Linked DNA regions of Mus musculus: region 1 is linked to region 2. Evidence: chromatin contacts called from public Micro-C data. All regions are on one chromosome and are shown on one strand. Each heading gives the region's core, a stretch centred on a gene start, on an enhancer-like site or on the middle of the called end of the contact. The rest is flanking DNA. Distances are from core to core; before and after follow the strand shown. Region 1 has its middle 19 kb from the start of 1700109G15Rik. Region 2 has its middle 43 kb from the start of Lhx1os.

Evidence for each region. Hi-C and Micro-C count contacts between places; a contact is called where the count stands out from the background.
Region 1: a Micro-C map of the G1E-ER4 cell line shows a contact between it and region 2. The contact joins two enhancer-like sites. A contact is called at or near these places in 3 of 484 Hi-C or Micro-C datasets (the G1E-ER4 cell line and pancreatic cancer cells), 7 of 115 datasets of contacts at active chromatin or transcription factors (differentiating embryonic stem cells, embryonic basal ganglia, embryonic forebrain and 1 more) and 1 of 9 other capture datasets (liver).

The regions. Positions count from the first base shown.
Region 1 is chr11:84,699,347-84,703,158 of GRCm38.p6, forward strand. No RefSeq gene overlaps it. Among named protein-coding and RNA genes, the nearest start is that of 1700109G15Rik, 19 kb to the right of the region's middle. Within about 2 kb of position 2,130, at least 23 of the 459 cell types and tissues checked have an H3K27ac peak or open chromatin away from gene starts, as enhancers often do. A contact at or near this core is called in the G1E-ER4 cell line, where this site is marked.
Region 2 is chr11:84,566,967-84,570,874 of GRCm38.p6, forward strand. No RefSeq gene overlaps it. Among named protein-coding and RNA genes, the nearest start is that of Lhx1os, 43 kb to the left of the region's middle. Within about 2 kb of position 2,640, at least 13 of the 459 cell types and tissues checked have an H3K27ac peak or open chromatin away from gene starts, as enhancers often do. A contact at or near this core is called in the G1E-ER4 cell line, where this site is marked.

The sequences.
Region 1 (3,812 bases), core at 880-3,379, 130 kb after region 2:
TAAAAGTGCCCTCACTGCCTAGGTTTACCAAGGCATTTTTGAGAGAGCTGTAGACCGGAATGGCCTCAGCTATGAGCTCAGGGCCTCCTAGCCCAGTGGCAGGGCTTGGGGACCTCTATGTCCCCTATGCTGCATGCACCAGTGCGCTCTTCTGCCTGGCAGCCTCCTAGGCCACAGCAGCCAGAAGGCAGAGTGCTGGGAAGGAAGGCACCTCCTTGCCACTGGGTAGACAGCTTTTTTGTTTGTTTGTTTGTTTTGTTTTTTTGTTTTTTCGAGACAGGGTTTCTCTGTATAGCCCTGGCTGTCCTGGAGCTCACTTTGTAGACCAGGCTGGCCTCGAACTCAGAAATCCGCCTGCCTCTGCCTCCCGAGTGCTGGGATTAAAGGTGTGTGCCACCACGCCCAGCGACAGCTTTTTAAAGTCCCTCTGGACCTGGGCAGGCTCCTTCCTGGGGCCTCAGTTTCTTGCAAGGCAACCGAGAGGGTGTCCCAGCAGTGCCAAGGTTTTCACCCTGTAGGAGTAAAGTCCAAACTAAAACCTCCATTTATAACTTAGATACCATTCCCTGGAGCCCCCCGCCTTGAATTAGGTCAGCAGTTTCACAACCTGTGGGCCGCAACCCTGTTGGCAAACCTTTATCTCCAAAATTATTTATGTTACAATTCATCACAGTAGCAAAATTACAGTTCTGAAGTAGAAATGAAAATAATTTTGCCGTGGGGGGGGTCACCATAACATGAGGAACTGCTGTATTAAAGGGGTCAGTCACAGCATCAGGAAGGTTCAGGACCACTGAGTTAGATGAACAAGGGAATGCTGGACCTACAAGGCCCCATGGAACAGTCACTGTCTAGAGGGTGGTAGGGATGCTGAGTTCTTAGTGCAGACCCTGTGCTCACAAAATTCCTAGGGACGCCATCTTATGAGGTTTTGTAGCCTCTCTATATACCAGAGTATCAGCCCTACTTCACAGAGGGCCAAAGAAGGCCGTCTCCCCAAGCTACCTAGAGCCCAAAGTCTGACCCTTCTTCTACTCAGTGGCTTGGTCCCTGTCTTTGGAATGCAGTGAGCCTCTCTGCCTCTGTTTACCCACTTCCTTTGGCTGGCTTCATTTAGGGTGGGTGGGAAGTAGGACAGAGGAGGGGGTACCCTGGGCAACAGAGAGAGGAAGATGGCCAGATGGTCTGCACCTAGTTCTCACTTGTGTGATCATAGTGGTCCAGAGAGTCTGACTCTTCATGGATACTCAAAGAAATGGTGACTGAGGACCAAGGTCCACACCAGTCATCCTAGCAGTCAGGGAGCTGGCAGGATCTGAAGCTTGAGGCCGACAAGTGTTACATAGGAAATTAAATGACAATCCCAGCGACATTGTAAAACCCTGTGTCAGCCCTCCTCACATACTGCCCCCACTCTAGGCAAAAACAAACAAAAACAATAAGTTGGCATCTGTTCTCTCACATGGATGTTGTATGACATGTGCACATACATGTATACACACACATGCAGACACATACATACATGCTCATGTGTGTACACACACAAATAAATAAGAGTTATACAAAGTTTTTGAAGAATGCTAAAGGAAGGGAGAGAGGCAGGACACATGGGTCCCAGGTGTGATCCCTCTTACACCCCTACATGGACCTTGTCCCAGAATACGATATGCTAGCATCTCTCAGCAACTCCAGTAGGACACGTCTGAAGTACCCTTCTGAAGACCCCAGGGTCCCAGGACCCCACTCTGACCTCCCTTAGTGGGTATAGCAATCCTTTCTTCAGACCTCAATTTTCCTCATCTGTAACAATGTCAGAATGGATCCAAAAGCCTACCCGCATTGTCACCACTTCCTGACGTGGCTCTGCCACAAAACCCTGGTGCTCAGCAAACAGAAGGGAAGCCCCTGCTCCCACCCTCGCGATGAACACACTGCAGGCTCCTTCCAAAAGCCTAGCCAGGGTGCCCTGACCACACAGCCCTTGTCGGGCCATTCATCAGGGGCCACCGTGCAGCAGGCTGCCGGTGGAATGAGGCTGCCTTCTGCTCCTGCTTCGACGGGCATAATGTATGCCCCGCACCAGGCCCCAGTCACTCAATCCCAGCCGGTCTGCGGAGGCCGAGATAGTCCTTAATGAGAAGAGCCCGGCTTTATCTGCTTTCGACTTCAGCCATTATCTCCCCCAGTCTATAGACACGCAGTTACCTCTGACAATAATGCTCACAGGCAACAAATGCTGATGAGTTTTCTATGCAGTCCGCACAATAAGTCTATCAAAACAACCCCGGAAAATTATGAACCCCTGTGACAGACAAATACAACCAGCTTCGGCGTGAATTTAGAGCCCCCAACGCTACGTTTCTTTTAATTCTTCAGGCTTCCCTTATCTCTGCTGTCCCTCTTCTGGTGGGAAGATAACAGTAATTCTTCTCTGTGCTAGTTTTTTCCCCCATCCACAAAGCACCCCCCCCAACGCTTTTTTTTCCACCCACTGAGTGAGATGTTTTCCGTGTCTTTCTGCTTGCTAAAGATAAAGGGTTAAAGACCAACTTATGTTGGGTGCTGGGGAAGGGGGGAGGGGGCACAGGAGAGGGGGCGAAGTAATCAAGCATTCAAGAGATTGCTATCGGAGAAGCTGCGCAGAGAACAGTAATTTTGCTGGCTTCGGCGAGGGCTCTCTCCGTCCCACCCCCCCACCTTTTTTTATGAATGCACATAATGCCTGGAGTGTTGGGGGCAGATAAAAGAATTAGCAGCAGCCAGGGGGACGGAGGCCCAGAGAACAGGGGAGAATTAGAATGTCTATCTTTGTCTCTTCCGGCTCATCCAGCCAGCCGAAGCTCCCGGCTCGTAAACAATTTAATCTTTTTGCTACAGTTAAAATACAAAGGCGGCAAGCCTCCTTCCAAATGGAAAAGGGAGGAGGTGTGGGTTGAGAAGAGGATGGGGCTGGAGGCTGGGGGGTGGGGGGTGTGATGGGGAGGGGGGGTCGAGAGAGAGAGAGAGAGAGAGAGAGAGAGAGAGAGAGAGAGAAGGGCTGACACCAACTTTGCTGCTGGTTTAGTCTCTTGACCTCTGAGATCTTAATAGTATCCCCCTTACCAGCCCAGTAGGGAACACACACAGTCCAGAGCCCATTTGGCCCATCTAAGGGTTAAAGGTGTAGCCACTGGGGTCAGGGTTTTGTTCCTGTTCCTGGGAGGTGGCAGTTGTCTGCCCATAGGAAGCCTCTTTCCTAGGATATGTTTTATCAAGGCCTGGTGGCACTTTTCCTCTTCCCTCCCCTCCTGCTTGTTCCTTCTTCTCCTGAGAGCAGGGTTCAAGTCTTATGAAAGGAGCACAGCTTTTATTTCCTAGCAGACTGCAAGCTTCCAGGGCGGGAGGATCATGCCCTAGGGTCAGGGGCAAGGGCAGGACTCCCTACTGAAAACCGAGACTTCAGCCCTCCAGCTTCTAGTTGACATCAGTAAGTGAGATTAAGGCACGAGTACAATCTCTCTCTCTCTCTCTCTCTCTCTCTCTCTCTCTCTCTCTCTCTCTCTCAATGAAGGCAAGAACACTGCCTAGAAAGGGAGCTCTTTCGCAAGATCAGATCATTTTGACAGAACTGAAAATTCACCAGGTTAAAGAAACCTGCCTAGGGACCTTTATCAATAGAATTAAAGAGGAGACCCCCGAGTCTGGGCATGCTCAGAGCAGCCAGTGTCCCTAAATGTTCACTCTACCCCCACACTGTGGTCATCTTTAGTCATTCCAGCTGGCCCCCTGTTGCATCCAACAACATAGAAAAACTAGTTCGTCTTAGGGCGACG
Region 2 (3,908 bases), core at 1,390-3,889:
GCAAGCACATGGAGTAGAATGGGAGTCTAGGGTGGGGTGGGGTTCAAGTCCTGATTTTCAAATCTCTTTTGACTATGCCAGTCCAATGAGGGCCCCACGAGACTCACCCAGCTCCGTTGAGCCTGTTCTAAATGTCTCACAGTGACATTTAGAGGATCCTAATGAGTTCCTGGAAGGCCTGAAAAGGGAGGGCTGGGAAAGGGACCCTCCTCCCCGCTCTCTGTGGGCCCTTCATTCTGCTCACAACTTGGCAATGGCCTCTGCTGGAAAGCCTAGGTCTTCCCTTGACCAAGCATCTGCATTGTGTGGAAAGTGAGGAGAGAGCATGCCAGGGAAACCTCCAGAAAGCCAAGCTGAGGGCCTCCCGTGGGGTTCAGGTAAAGAAGAGCAGTCACACGGTTGGCACATCAAGCAGCTAAGCACCTGTGAGCTAGCCCCAGCATCTGCTGCTCCATAGACCTTAACTGCTAGGACCCAGCATTTCTTCTCTCTCTCCAACCACTCTACCTAACCGGCTCCCACTCACCCTTAGACCTTGGCTTAACTGGCTGTCCCAGAAAGTCTTCTTGTGTTCCTACCTCCCTGGACGTGCCTCTCCTGTACAATTCCCACCATCTACTCTCTTGTCTCTTTTCTCTGCTAGATTTTGTGTCTCTGTTTAGCTTTGGAAACTGTTTCTTGTATCTCAGGCTGTCCTTGAATTCTCCGAGTAGCCAATGATGACTTCAAACTCCTGACCCTTCGCCCCCTATTTCTTAGTGTTGAGACTTCAGGCATGTGCCACCATGGCCAGTTTTGAGCTATGTTGGAGGATCAAACCCAGGGCTTTGGCATACTTCGCTAGGACTCTGAGAGATATCTCTACTCTTCTTTTTGTTTTGCTTTATTATATGGTCCAGACCAACTTTGAACCAGTGATCCTTCTGTCTCAGTCTCTCAAATGCTGGGGTTATGGCTGTGAGCAACCATGCTCCCTATCAGATTTGGATGGAGCATCCTGTCTAACTCAGTGCCTGACACAGGGTGGTTCCTGAGGGTGGACAAATGAACAAACAAATGAGCTTCAGCGGGGATGCAGGGAGAGATCAAACACTTCGCTTCTGAAAATAGCTGTTCCACGGAATGAAGGCTCCAAGGTGAACACAGGTACTGGACTCAGGACTGTCGAGGGAAGAGTTCCACTGGGCATGCCTGTATCTTTAGGAACACAGCAGGTGGGGGCTTTTTCCTTCTGTCCGTTCGACATTTGCCTACCTGCCTGTGAACATATGCAGACACTGAGGTTCATTTGGTAGATCTTTGTGCCCTGGGTTTAAAGGAACATGAGAGGTAAAAGGCTCTGGGAATCTGTGTGTACGAATCATGTGTGACTTTGAGCACCCAGGTATGGGTGTGGCACCCTTGTACAAACAGCTCTATATGCAAATCATGCCCCTGCATGTTTTTGCATTTGTGGGCACGCATGTACTTGCATAGCTGTGTGCCTACGGGAGCCAGGCTGAGCCTGGGTGTGTTCTGTCACTTTCTCCTGATTAGCCTTTGCTTGGAAACATTTAGGTGACGATTTACAGCGGCACCTGACCCTGGCCTCTGTGCCTTACCCTGTGTGTGTGTACAGCAGGGGCTGTTCCCTGCCCCCTGCCCCCTGCCTACCCCTTGCCCCCAGGCCACATAACTGTGATTTACAGCGAGCCTGCAGGGATCAGCTCCCTCCCAATGGCCCACCTCTTGCAGCTCCTGTACCAGATGGGCTGCCAGGGAGACTGAAGCAAGACACCAACCGGCAGCCAGGCCCATCTGGGTGGGACGGCTCCCTCACCCACTGCTCCCTCCCTCTAGTCCCTGTCATCTTGTCTTGAGCTTGTTCTTGGCTGTTGGGACTGTGAACTGAGATGGGAGGTCCAAGTCTGTGACATCAAACAGAAAGCACTCCTGTGCTTCATTCATCTTCATTCCAGACGCAGATAGACAGACAGATGGACAGACATCCATAGATAAAGGTGCCGATGAGTCCACATACAAGGAGACACACAGGGTCAAGTCTGACAAACGTGTGTGTGTGTGTGTGTGTGTGTGTGTGTGTGTGTGTATGTGTGTGTGTGTGTGTGTGTGTGTGTGTGTGTGTGTGTGTGTGTGTGTTCATGGGGGATCTGATGCACACGTGGGGGCTGGGAAGAAAACCAGGCCCCCTGCAGCCAGGCCCAACGCCCCCGACTCCCCCCTGGGTCCCTGCTCCCCCTCCTCCATTTCTACTATCCCTGATGCCAAAGGCTATCTTCTCCAGCCTGTGCCAATCCATTATGCAGGTCCATTCAACCAGCAAGGGCATTTCTGGGGGGTGGGGGTGTTGTCCCTGAGGTGGAGCCCTAGGGGCTACAGATCAACTCAGTACCCTTAGGCCAGTGTAGCTGGGAGCAAGGGGGGCGGGGTGGAGAAATCCAGGGCTGTGTCAGGCTGAAGGTGAGCGCTGGAAACAAAAAGATTGGAGTAAATTATTATTCCCCCCATGGCTTTCCCAAGGAAAGTGGAAGCAGCAGCCTGAGGCCCGTTTTCCTATTTGATGGGGAATCAGATAAATGGCAGGCAGCTTGCTCTGATAAGGGCTTGCTCTGGGCACAACCTCTCTCTCCGCAACCCTCTTACTATGCATAGAGGAAGGCTATCTGTGCAGCTGCACCTTGACACAAATATATCTGCACCCGAGATGAAGCAATTCCCCTAGAAATTACAGCAGGGGGATTGCATCTGAGGAGGGGGCCCTGGGGAGGGCTGGGGGGGTGTTGCAGGGACGGGGGAGGCCTGGGACAGGCAGGGAGCAAAAGAAGGAGGCATCTGGGAGATTGGGAGTGGGGAGGAGGTCAAGCGGACTGCACCAGGGAGGGGCCTAGAAGCATCTTTGTATGAAATTTATACATTTCCCCCTCCACTGAGCATCTTTCCCAGAACTATTCTTTTTCCTCCTGCGTCATCTTGCTAATGGGGAAGCCCACCAGAGCCCCACCCCCAACTCTCTCGACTATATTCTCCTGCTTATAGAATTAACTCTAAAATATGTGGTCAGTAGTAGATTTTTTATAATGACTCGTCTAAATGGAGAAGTCTCAGCAGTAAAAACCGCTCCTTTTAGTAGGGGAACGGGGTGTTTAATAAGAGTTAAATAAAGATATACATCGATACATATGTTTGGAAGGAATGGTGAGTGCAGAGTTCTAACTGTTCTGCGTGGAAATACATCTAACCTGTCATGAGGCTCTCCAGGAGGTGTATGCATACGTTGAGCATGGAGGCAGAAATGTACGGGAACATGCCTGTGTGTTAGTCTGAGCGCTTGGCCCCAGGAAGAGAAGCTCTGAGCGAGACATGGAGCTCTGAAGCTCATCAGGCACAAAGGCCCCCTACACTGACGACAACCCCTCCCCTCCTAGCTAACGCTTGGCTGTGTAAAGGTGTCCAAGGGTGCTTGGCAGCAGGGCTTGGAGGGACAAGTACATGGGGAGGGGCAGTGGGTCATGTTTGTTGAGGTGGGAGGTATCCCGATAATACAGGGAAAGCTTACTGAGACTGGGCCGGGCAACAGGAGGCATCTCGTGCATACGCATGCGCATGCGTGGGAAGGGTGCGGTGGGGCGTGGGGGGGGGATCGGAGTGAGCACTCGGACCCGGTTTCCCCTCCCTCTCCAAACTGGCACCTGCCTTGGGTCTGACTGTCAGAGCAGCTGTGAGACACAAGAGTGGGCTGACAGATGCCTCAGCCTCAGCCTTTGTCTAAGCAAGAGAAAAATCACACCCTCCTCTTAAGCCCCCAGGGCAGCTGAGGCTGGAGGTTTCCCTCCCAGCTCACCCTCCAACTCCCTTCTCTAACCCTGGAAAGCAACAGGGGTCTTCATATAATTCTAAGCTCCATTTGA